2 separate regions of the Mus musculus genome follow, and region 1 is linked to region 2. The links are chromatin contacts, called in public Micro-C maps. All regions are on one chromosome and are shown on one strand. Each heading gives the region's core, a stretch centred on a gene start, on an enhancer-like site or on the middle of the called end of the contact. The rest is flanking DNA. Distances are from core to core; before and after follow the strand shown. Region 1 overlaps Efcc1 (EF hand and coiled-coil domain containing 1). Region 2 overlaps Gfpt1 (glutamine fructose-6-phosphate transaminase 1).

Region 1 (5,932 bases), core at 2,830-5,329, 660 kb after region 2:
AGCCACACACACAGCATTAACATCATCCCAAGTGTTATAGCTCTGGAGAGATGGCTTAACGTATGTGATGCATGACTGTTCTGTGCAAACACAATGCCAGTGTATGCAAGAGGTTGAGCATCCAAGGATTTTGGCATCCACGGGAGGTCCAAGAACCATTCTTCTGCAGACTCTGACAGACGACCAGACGTACCTTTTGGATTGCTATCATATCTGAGTTTCCACAAGTGTTTTACATCTGCTGTCCCCCTTGTGATGCTGAGTTCCTGGTACACTGGGCAGTTTCTTGCTCTAAGTCTATCTGTGGCAAAGCTTAGTCCCTGGAGAGTCTTTGAGGAGCAGGGTTTTGGAGCTCTTACCCCTGTCTTCACCACAGCCTGATTCTATCTTAACCACTTTAAAATGAGTTTCTTAGAACTGAGTTCCCCAACTTTCCTCCTGAGACTCTCATAGCTCGGGATAAAACCCCCAGGCCTGGGATTGACATTTTTATTTTTATCTTGTGTCACTGGAACTCAGGAGCTTCTTGCTGACTCGGCAGGTTGTCTTGGTACTCTGCCCTTGTGAGCATCTCCCGCTCCTCATGTGAACTAGAGGTCTCTTTCTGCTTCTGACTTTCCCTTGTCCTTTTACATGTTATATTTCCCCCGGGATATCTGTTTGAGTTCTTCAGGCCACCACCTTGCCCACCAACCTAAAAAAATATGGTGACTACTTACACACTTAGAGACATTCATTTCTTAATTAAGCCATACTTTATAAGCATGCTCCAATGGCCAAAACCTGTGCCAAATCCCTCAAGGTTACAGAAATGGAATGTAAGCACTTATCATACTTAGATGATCTCCTGGCCCCAGGGAGCAGGTCCTGGTCACACATACTAGGACATGTACTGAGGAGCCACAAAGCTGCCACTCATACCTTCAACTGTATGTAGTCTTGGAGGCAAAACCTTTGCTAGGTCCAGATGGGCTGCCTTGTGGGACTGGAGAAAGCAGCTAAGGCCTCGCCTCACATGAGGCACTGTGGGAGAGAAGGCCTGGAACTATATAGCCATGATGGCATCCCCTTGGGAGGACTGCTGGTCTCAATAGGAGGGGACCGGACTCCTAGATACATGTATACCCCAAGAAGACCTAAGACCCTATTATACTTTGGGTATTCTGTCTGACTTGGGAACTTACAAGGCTCTGGACAGTGAAGCCCAGGGAGGAACCGGTCGGACATAACCCAGGCGTGTCCCCAGGCCAGGGTTTCCTGTCTACACTGAGGGTAGTTCAGAGGACTCTGTCCCCATCGACCTGTGCTGCTTAGATACATCAGTGCGTGTTATTGAGAGGGCGCAGACATGCCAGTATCCCTTCCCCTAACTGTTCACTCCAAGGAAACAGCAGGCCTGGTGCTCTGTGACCCAGGACTGACACACAGACAGACAGATGGCATAAACAGCCCAGTGGCAGCAGGAACCTGTGCATGGATGCTAGCCTGAGCACAGGCTGTCCACAGAGTGGCAGCACCACCTCTGAGAAGGGTCACTCCCGCCCTGGGTGTGACAGCCCTGGGTATGACAAGTCTCTGGTGTATCTGCAGCTTTTCTGTCTCTTGAGGCCCCCCTGCCCTGCAGCCAGGTGTCAGAACACTAGGCTAGAAAGTCAGAGCGGGTAAAGAGTGCAGACAGAGTCCTCTTCTCCTCCTGTCCACTCAGTGGGGCCTCAGGGGCTGGGCTGGCCTCTGTGCCTTTTGTTGTCAGGAGGATGAAAAGGCCAGGAAAGGAGGGAGACAGACTACCACTCTGTCTGCAGACCACCATGAAAGGCACACAAAGATGAGGAGGCCATTCAAGGGTTACCTCCTTTCTTCTCACCCACAGCAGCAGGCCTGCCTGACCTGGAGGCCACAGTCAGCCAGTCAGAAGGACAGAGAAAAGGACAAGGCGGGGCCCAAGTCATCTGTCTCATTGTCCTTTGAGGCCATGTGGGTGGCTGCTGGTAGGAACAGAGGCCCTTCTTTCAGGAACAATGGAACAGACCCAAACCAGAGACAAGCTGGGGAGAGGCCCGGGCTCAGAGGCCTAGATACCCCGAATTCAAATCCCAGCTTTTTTTTTATGTGCTATGCAGTACCTGGAGGTATTTTCCCCTCTATGAGACCAAGTTCTTCATCTATTAAGTGGGGAAACTTCCATTCTTCCATATTGGTGTACATACTGTGTGGGGAGGGAAGAGGGAGGACTAAGCTGTAGAGTATGACCCTCAGCAAGACTTTCTTGTGTCCAGGAGCCTCAGTTTCCTTATCTGCAAAATGGGATGACAAGAACAATACTAACACCCACTTCTGGGTATTTGCCAGGACACTGGACAAACTGGACAGCTGAGCGCCCTAAAACCTCATTTTACCTGTCCACTCATATACAGCTCCTGTCGCCAGCAGCCACGATTCAGTGTTTAAATCTGGGATCGTCCTGCCCACTGTAGGTGGCTCTTCTCTGAGGTAATGCTGACACTCAGACTGCATGTCACTCGGGTCTTTTGTGTCTGGAGACTCACTGCAGAACACACGAGCTCAGAGTATCCTTTGCAGGGGGGCCTGACCTAGACAAGAACAAGCCATACAGGTTGGAGAGTGGAGTAGGCAGAAAGCCCCAAGTGCTGCCTTGTGGTCCCCACTGAAGCCCAGGTTCAGCCCTGCCTCGGCTCTGCCTGTTCCCACTCAGTCCATCCTAGCCCTGCACTGCCCATGCATGGCTGTCCTGGCTCCTACTCTCTTCCCAGCTCCCTTCCAGTCACTGACCACATGCTCAGGGCCACGGTGGCCCGAGCACCCAACAGAGCTGGGCGGCTTTCCTAATCACACCCTCTGGAGCCTCTTTGCCATGGCATACATAGCTCCAAGTGACCTGACCTCTGACCTCAGCTCTGCCAGGGCCCACTGCAGTAATCTACCAACACACTCATCCCTTGAGTCCACCACAGCCCTCTGCAGCCCCGAGGTCCGTCTCTGGTGGCCATCACAGATCTCAGCCAGATACCCCATCCCACTACAAGCAGTTCCCTGCGGTCCCTACAGCCTGTCCTTCCCATCCCTTTCTCGTTTTGTGACAATTTCCCTAAGTCTATCTCCCTGAGGCCAGCTAAGCCATGAGGTCTGGGCCCATTCTTGCTAAGGACAGAGCTGCCCCACAATATGTTGTGGAGGATTAGAGGACAGTATTAGCAGTGGGCTGACCAGCTAGCTGGAGGGCCACAGGCCCCCACTGAACCAGAGACTGCACAGCAGAGATGGCCAGAAGACCCCTGGGCTACCCCATGCCGCCTGTCTGTGACTTCTTTTCCACTTCTCTCCAGCGGCAGCCCTGGCCCTCCTTCCTCCTGTTGTTCTCTTGTTTTCACACATAGTCTCAACTTCCGAGAGGCTTCTCAGCTCAGGAAATATCTCACAGGAAAGGAAACCACAGTGTAGAACCCCCAGGACCTCCAGGGAAGGCTGTGGTCTGGCACAAGGATACCTGCCAGCCGAGGGTCTTATCAGCCTTATGGCTTTGTGAAGTTTCCAAGATACAGAGTGGTTCAAAGGGCTGGCAGCTGAGTGGCTGAGAAGGGGCAGACATTGTTTATACCAGGAGAGGCCACGATCAAACGTGGGAAGGTCTCCATGCCTCGTCTTGGCTTTGGAATGGCACAGTCACATGTCCCTTGATTCCAGCCACAGGTTTGCAGTGGGGCTCCAGCAGATGTCGGGGCCAGTCTTCATTTGCTTTTAGATAGAAGACATGATGCTGAATCCAGGTGACCTCAGAAGTAAGGTCACAGTTTATGAGTGACAGGGGGCTCTGCCTGTGGACATGGCCATGCTGTGAACTTCAGGCTGTCTTCACCCTTCCCTTTCAGTAGGTCACAGCCTTGAGTGGCAGGTCCCACCTGCTGGAGAGACCTTGCTGGAACTTGCTATAGACATGGTATGAGTACATGGTAAATTGCTAGAGGTGGCCTAATCCCTCTGGCTGGAGTCTAGTTCTGTGGGGGCTGAGGTGAGTGGAGATGACATAGATGCAGGACAGGAACCAGCATCTCTTACCATCTGCTGTGCATGAGGCAGCATGCCAGAGTTCTTATCTACACCACCTCATTTCTCCCCCAAGTAGTGCTGTAAGTGGTTTAGTAATGATAATACTTCCAGCTGCATGTCACAGAAACCCAATTCATAACAGCATAAGTAATAGCATGTATGGTGACTGGAAAGATGGCTCAGTGGTTAAGAGCACTGGTTGCTCTTCCAGAGGACTGGGGTTCAATGCCTAGCAACCTCATGGCAGCTCACAACAGTCTGTAATTCCAGGATCCAACACCCTCTCACAGACACACATGCAGGCAAAGCACCAGTGCACATAAAATAAAAATTTTAAAATTATTATGACTAAGCAGTGGTGGCATACACCCTGGCACTAGGAAAGCAGAGGCAAGCAAGACCTCAAGGCCAGCCTGGTCTACAGAGTGTGTTCTACAGAGTGAGTTCCAGGAAAGTCAGGCCTACACAAGAAACCGTGTCTTGAAGGGCCAAAAGTAGAAAGGATAAATAATAATAGTAACATCTGTGCCCTCCAATGGAAATCCTGGGGTGAGTGACCCTGACAACTAAGAAATGTCTTCAGAAGCTCTCCTCCTTCCTTAGCTATGAGCCACCTTGCCGGTGAGATGACCACGGGGTCCCAGTGACTGTGGCTCCCCATAGTCCTGAGGGTATCTTTCTGCCCTGGTTTCTCTGAGGACCTCAGGCAGCACTGGACAGATTTTAGCCTGGAAGCCAAAGTGAGGGCATTACTGTTGGTCAAACACATTCTGCTCAGACAAGCTTGGCAGAGAGGGCAGAGACCATCATTTCCCTCATCCAGACAGAATCTAGCCCTCTGCTAGCTTGCCACACTCTACTAAGAATTATTTTTCATTTTCAATGACCTAAAAAAAAAAACTTCAAAAAAGAATATTTCACAGTATGAAAATTTCATGAAATTCTAAATGTTTGTGAAGATTATCTAAGGTTTTCTTAGAACACAACCATGTTTGTCCTTTGAGCACCTCTGAGACTACTTTTGTGTTTCAAAGACCATGTATTATAAGGCCAGGCTTAAAAGCCTGAAATATTCTCAGAAAAAGTTTACCGATTCCTGAGTTAGTGTCAGTGTCTAGCAGAGTACTTTCCCGGCATGTGCTGGCTCTGGGATGCTGACAAACATGACTACATACATGTCATCGCCCTCGTGACTGGTGCCATCATATCCGCCATTAGGGCACCTGTTCATCCTGAGTGGGAAACTTGGATGGGATAGGAATGGTCTTTCTGCTTCTCTTCCCAGTCCTTTTCTTCCTGTGATGTCAGTGGTCACTAGTCTCACACACACACACACACACACACACACACACACACACACACACACCTTCAGTTTCACTGTTCACGGATTCAGTCACCAGTGGCCAATCACAATCTGAAAATGGAAAATGCCAGAAATAAGTAGCTCATAAAGGTCACACTGCACAGTGTTCTGGAAAGTGTGATAAAACCCACAACATCCTGCTGTCGGCCTTCTCTATATCCACGCTGCACGTGCAGCCCTCACGAGTCACTCCATAGCCATCTTGATTGGTTGACGCTGGCTAATTTTACATCAACTTGACACCGCTAGAGTCATCTGGGAGGAGGAACTTGCCCGATGACTGTATGGCATTTTCTTGAGTAGTGACTGATGCAGCTCTCTTTACATGGTGCCACCCCTGGGCAGGTGATCCTGGGTGTCTAAGAAAGCAGGTTGAACAAGCCATAGGGAACAAGTCAGAAACTGTGTTCCTCCACGCCCTCTGCTTCAGTTCCTGTCCTGACTTCCCTCCATGACGGACTGTAAGATGAAATAAACCCTTTTAGCCCCATCTTGCTTTTGGTC
Region 2 (6,200 bases), core at 189-2,688:
TGGTGACTACAACATTATTTTTGTCGCTACATCATAATTGTAATTTTGCTACTGTTAAGAATCGTAATGTAAGTATCTGTGTTTTTCAGGGTCCTAGGTGACCCCTGTAAAAGGGTCATTTGGCACACTCACAGGTTGAGAACCACTGTGTGAGTGCGTCTGGATTCCATAGCAGTGAACAGAGCTGTCTAAGGCCCATCGACTCTAGAGTTATTTACAGCTGTGAGCTTGCCTCCCGGGTACCTAGAGCAGTCTGCCTTTCCTGCCTTTCCCATACACTTCACTGCCGGGCTGCCTGTATGTTTTGAAGGTCAGAGACTCACCTCCACCCCACCCTCAGCGCGTTGACTATGATTGTTCTCTGTACTCAGGCCCAGAGTTGTGCAGTTTTTACATTTAATTACTTTATTTTATGGGTAGAGGTGTTTTGCCTGCATGTCTATCTGTGTATCATGCGCATGCAAGAACCTGTAGAGGTGAGAAGAGAACATTAGATTCCCTGGAACTGGAGTCATAGATAGTCAAGAGCTCCCATGTGGGTGCTGGGAATTGAACCTGGGTCCCCTGAAAGGTCATCCAGTGCTCTTAGCTGATAGGCTATTTCTGCAGCCCTGGTTAGTTCAGTTATAAGAAGTAGGTTTCTTTCTAAGATGGTGTCTGGCCACTGCCCCCTGAGACATAGAGAATGACAGATTGGAACCCCATTGCTGCTGGAGGAATCACTGTCTGCAGACCAGTGCCTGGTTGAGGCTTTGAGGGCTGTAGTTTGTCCTGTAGGTAGGGCTTTCTTATCCCCTCCTCAGGGTGAAACTTGTGCTTCCTTTCTCCCAGTCATGGGGCTGGAGCTGTGTTCTGTTTGGTTACTTTTTTGCCTGGTGGCTCTTCTGATTCTTTGTGTTTTGAAGAGTGATTCATATTCTCATTCTCTCTCTCTCTCTCCCTCTTCTTCTCTCCCCTCTCCCCCTCTCTCTTTCTCTCTTTGTTTTTGTTTTGTGTTTGGTTTTGTTGTTGATTTTTGAGACTGTCTGTGTTGTAGCCCAGGGTGAGTTTTAACTGGGTATGTAGGGAGGAGGACTTTGAACTCTTGATCCTCCTGCCTCTACCTTCTGAGTACTTGGATCACAGGTGTTCTCCACTCTGCCCAATTTTATGCAGTTATGAGGACTGAGCCCAAGGTTACTTGCGCATACTAGTTGAGCACTCTACCAGTGGAGATACATTGCTGGCTCCTTGAGGCTCCCTCCCTCCCTCCCTCTTTCCCTCCATGTTTTCCTTCTTCCCTTCCTTCCTTTCTTTTTAAATCCGACTCCTCCCTGACTGTGTTACAGAAGGTGTCTTCTGGCCCACCATCCCCTGAAAAGTCCAAATGAAGGCTTTTGATCTTAGTTTCTATATGCTTGATTTGTAAGAGAGTGGGCAGTGGTTGAAGTTCTCATCTTGAAGCTGTACTTTGTAGCTGCAGAGTTAATAAGATCTTTCTGATTTTGCTTCCATGTGTTAAGGGAATTTCATACTGATATCACAGAAGAAAAGAAAACTGGCCGTTTTGTTGTTTGCTTATCTGTGAGGTGCACTGCTCATTTTTCAAGACTGCTCTGATCTCTGCCCTAACAGACTTGATTAAGGAAGTGCTGAGCATGGATGATGAAATCCAGAAGCTGGCGACGGAGCTTTACCACCAGAAGTCGGTCCTGATAATGGGGCGGGGCTACCATTATGCTACATGCCTTGAAGGGGCTCTGGTACGTTGTTTCACTTACAGTTGATTTCACTCTAGTGACTTAGGGAGGGACAAGGAACATTTACTGTTATGTATCCCATAATGCTAGGGATTTAACACAGAGAGCCAGGTAATCACTATATCACTGAGCCTTGCCATTCAAGTGAGTGAGTGTGTGGTGTGTGTATGTGTTTGTGTGCGCGCAGGCGCAGGAGCAGGAGGTGGTATACACAGCGCATGTGTGGAAATCAGTGAACAACTTAAACAGGAGTCAGTTTTCTCCTTCCACTGTTTGAATCCTGAGCATTGAACTTGGATAGTCAGGCTTGGTGGTGTGCGTTGGTTGTGTGCATCTTACCTGTGGAAGCATCCTACTAACTCCCCACGTGTTTGTAGACTGCGTAAATTGAATTGTGTGTGTTTGCTGTGGTTTATTTACCTGAGAATGAGCCATAGGACTCAACTCAAAAGTGAAGGCCCAGAAGAATGTCTCCATGATAACTTGGGCTTAGCAATTCAAGATACGTGCAACAGACCAAGGTTCATTAGATAAGAAATTGAAATGAAAATAAGGCAAGTAGATGAATGTTTGCAGAGCAGCGGGCTCTGCGTTTGGTAGGCTGAAGCCTTAAGAATCTTCTTACAGATTCAACCCAGACCAGTAGGCCTCTACTACATCTTGGGAGACCTAACCATCTCAGATGCTTTGTGCAGTGTTTTCTTTTTTCTTTTTTCTTTTTTTTTTTTTCTGAGACAGGGTTTCTCTGTGTAGTCCTGGCTGTCCTGGAACTCTGTAGACCAGGCTGACCTCGAACTCAGAAATCCACCTGCCTCTGCCTCCCGAGTGCTGGGATTAAAGGCGTGCACCACCACGCCCGGCTCAATGTTTTCTTAAAAGTGGAATTCTGAAAAGTGAGCTAAAGACTTCTCTGTTTTTTCATACTAGAAAATCAAGGAGATTACTTATATGCATTCGGAAGGCATCCTTGCTGGTGAGCTCAAGCACGGCCCTCTGGCCTTGGTGGACAAGTTGATGCCTGTCATCATGATCATCATGCGAGACCACACTTATGCCAAGTGCCAGAACGCTCTTCAGCAGGTGGTTGCACGGCAGGTAGGCCAAGTGCTGTGAGTGCCCTGGAGATCTCGGTGTGGTGACTAAGGCGCAGGTGGATTTTGTACTTGCATGATAGAGCAGGCGCAGTACATTACAAACACGCTCACTTGTCAACTCCTTTGCTTTGCTCTCTATGTATAATTTGATGATACCCAGTCATCATTTCTCTCATAATAGAAGAACTAAACCAAAACGAGGCCATCATCTCCAAATTCCTTCTTCCGACAGTTAACATAATGCTCTTTCTTTTTACCTTAACACTGTTAAGAACTTAACTTTTTTTTTTTTAAAGATTTATTTATTATTATATGTAAGTACACTGTAGCTGTCTTCAGACACTTCAGAAAAGGGAGTCAGGTCTTGTTACAGATGGTTGTGAGCCACCATGTGGTTGCTGGGATTTGAACTCTGGACCTTCGGAAGAGCAGTCGGGTGCTCTTACCCACTGAGCCATCTCACCAGCCCCCAAGAACTTAACTTAAAAAAAAAAACAAAAAAACCCAATGTTTGGTTTACACTAATATCATGGATGCTGTGGCTGACACCCTCCCCCCATCAGCTGGTTTATATTTTAATTCCAGAAGATATTTCTCCCTAAGCACAGTGTACTAGAAATAAACTTGAACTTCAAAGGAAGCAGACCTGTATTCAAGTATTAAACTTGGCATTTCTTTCTTGTGGAAATTTTTTAAGAAATCTACCGAGTCCACAAAATCGGTCTGTGCTTCTGTCTAAATGAGCAGTCAGACCACATGTGTGTGTCAGGCAGTGGAGCCATGCCCACCTCTTGTTGCTCAGCATCTGCTTCCTGGTGACTGTGTTGTGTATCGTTTTCTTCCCAGGGGCGTCCAGTCGTGATCTGTGATAAGGAGGATACTGAGACCATTAAGAATACAAAAAGGACAATCAAGGTGCCCCACTCAGTGGACTGCTTGCAGGGCATTCTCAGTGTGATTCCCCTGCAGCTGCTGGCTTTCCACCTGGCTGTGCTGAGAGGCTACGATGTGAGTGACCGCCTCCATCCATCCATCTATCTATCATCTGTCTGTCTGTCGTGTGTTTGTGTGTGTGTGTGTGTGTGTGTGTGTGTGTGTGTGTGTGTGTGTGTGTGTCACAGTTCATGGGTAGGAGTCAGGGGACAACTTGCAGGAATTGCAGATATCCTTCCACTGACCTAAGCGTTGAACTCAGGTTTGGTAGCAAGCGCCTTTGCCTGCTGGGCTGTCTCACTAGCCCCTCCCAGCTTGAAAAATCTGTCCTGTCCCATTCATGCTATCTCCTGTTACCTTTTCACCGCCAGTTCGTAGCTTACATCAGTTTTTTCTTACCCATAGAAACATTCACTTCGTTGACCGGGAGCAGGGCTGTTTTCTTCATGGGTGGTGATTGGCATTTTTGGGTGGGACAAGTTATTGTTTGGACCCCTCCCACAGTGAGGGCTGCGGCATTCTTAATCCTCTGGGTGTCATGGGAACCAAGATACCCGGTAGTTTTTCCAGGGTTCCCTATGAGGGCCATCTTCCTAGGGGACCAAGGTAGCTCTCCTATGTATGTCAGCGCCTTTCCTTTATTGTTTTTCAGTTATTTTCTAGGCTAAATTACATGATTATATTTGCTAATACAATTCTCTTTTCTGCAGGTTGATTTTCCACGGAATCTTGCCAAATCTGTAACAGTAGAGTAACAGACACCTGAAACTTAAGACAGTTAAGCAACACGAGATACCTTTTGTATTTAAATTTTTGATTTAAACTATTGCCTCCTGAAAGCCTTTTTTTAGTAAATCTTATTTATATATCAGTTATAATTATTCCACTCAACTAATGATTTTTGTGCAATTGTCTCATTTTCAATAATACATGGGGGAATTTGATTCATAGAATTTAAGTCTAAACCTAAAATCAGAGAGATCTCAGCTGTATTTTGTTCAGAGAACTGGATAATGGATTTCTGGGCCCTCCATTTCATAGAGGAGGCTTGGTGAGTGTCAAGGCGCTTGGTGTTTGCTTCAGCATAACGTGATTCGGTCAGTCAGACTGAGGGAAGACCAGTGCATTGAATTGGATACTCCAAGTCAGTGTGTGCCAGTGCCTGGACAGCCACCAAAGGCTTTGCTGCGCTACTTATAAATAGAAGATGCTGCAGTTTATGTTGAAGCTTATTTCTGTTTTGTTTTTAAATCAAACTGTACACCAAAAAACTTGGTGAGATTTTTATCTTAGTTTAGTTAAATTAGTTCAAACATGTCTGTCATCTCTGTAGACAGTGCGTTTGGGTCCTCCACACCTGCAGAGAAGACCTTGTGGAGTTTGGAAAACTTGTGCTGTTAGACATTGATATGTGGCTGGACATTTGAAGATAGGACACAGGGATCCACTCCTTATTTCTTCATCTCTTAAGAGTAGTTGGCATTTTCTCGCAACTGTAGAGCTTAACTGAAAAGCAAGTACTGTTTGTTGAGTGACGTACTTTGTAGCTGCCTTTGGCATCATAGCACAGAGTTGCTGTCAAGCCTCAAATTGGTGTCAGGGTGCTCAATTCTCTCTTCAGCTTTGTCCCAAGAAGAGTTTCCTGCAGTTACCTTTACTTCCTCCCCTGCCTTGTTGCAGAAAGCATCCCTTGGTGCCAGTGTAGAAGTTCTGCTTGGGGGGTGGCAGGCCTTGCTGCTCATTTGACCCTCAGTGTATGTGGCAGGCTCAGCTGAGAACGGCACATACTTGGCACTGTGGAGTGACGTCAGTTTCAGGGTTGTTTTCTCGATGTTTTCCTTGGGACTGTTTTGACTCCTGTTGAGGAGTGAATGCAGTATAAATACGTGAGACTGTCATGCCTTCAGCTGATTGTGTCAGAAATGCAGGTCAGCAAGTTGGATAAAATATTTAAAATAGAACATTAGTTTGACACCCCAAAAATGTGCAGAGTAATTTCTTCACAGAGCTATTTGGGTCAGATTGTGTGGGCAGTGGGCAGGTGTGTGTGTTCAAGTTAGGTCCATTGTTTTCAAAAGCTTTCACCTGTACACGGTGAAAGCGCAGTGCTTCACGGAGTCATGCTTTGTGTTTGAACTTAGTGGTAAGCAGTTAACACTTGTGAAGGTGAGTTGAAGAAAAAGTTGATGTCACTTTAGGCATTTCAGAAGGCTTCATTCACACTGATGGAGGCTGGAAACCTGATTTTGATAACCCAAGACAGGGCCACAGTTTGTACTCCATGTCACTGCTTTGGGTACGTTTCTCTGTTGTATTTGTCCCTAAGACTTCATGTTAGTGGAGCATGTGTGTAAGGTCATTTCTTAGGCCTGATGTGGTAGCACAGCTGCTCGTGTTTGGGTGTGGCTTTTGTTTGGTGTGTGGCTCTGGAGCA

The links. Hi-C and Micro-C count contacts between places; a contact is called where the count stands out from the background.
Region 1: a contact with region 2 is called in a Micro-C map of the G1E-ER4 cell line. The contact joins two enhancer-like sites. A contact is called at or near these places in 5 of 39 promoter capture datasets (the 3T3-L1 cell line, hippocampal neurons, liver and 1 more) and 2 of 484 Hi-C or Micro-C datasets (the G1E-ER4 cell line and cortical neurons).

The regions. Positions count from the first base shown.
Region 1 is chr6:87,736,587-87,742,518 of GRCm38.p6, forward strand. All of the region lies in intron 2 of Efcc1 (EF hand and coiled-coil domain containing 1), which reads left to right. It overlaps Gm34414 (a long non-coding RNA gene), which reads right to left. Exons shown (of 3, transcript XR_003956327.1): 3 at 4,450-5,932. Among named protein-coding and RNA genes, the nearest start is that of Efcc1, 8.7 kb to the left of the region's middle. Within about 2 kb of position 4,080, at least 21 of the 459 cell types and tissues checked have an H3K27ac peak or open chromatin away from gene starts, as enhancers often do. A contact at or near this core is called in the G1E-ER4 cell line, where this site is marked.
Region 2 is chr6:87,083,638-87,089,837 of GRCm38.p6, forward strand. It overlaps Gfpt1 (glutamine fructose-6-phosphate transaminase 1), which reads left to right. Exons shown (of 19, transcript NM_013528.3): 16 at 1,615-1,742; 17 at 2,667-2,834; 18 at 3,680-3,841; 19 at 4,477-6,200. The coding sequence ends at 4,521. Among named protein-coding and RNA genes, the nearest start is that of D6Ertd527e, 18 kb to the right of the region's middle. Within about 2 kb of position 1,439, at least 13 of the 459 cell types and tissues checked have an H3K27ac peak or open chromatin away from gene starts, as enhancers often do. A contact at or near this core is called in the G1E-ER4 cell line, where this site is marked.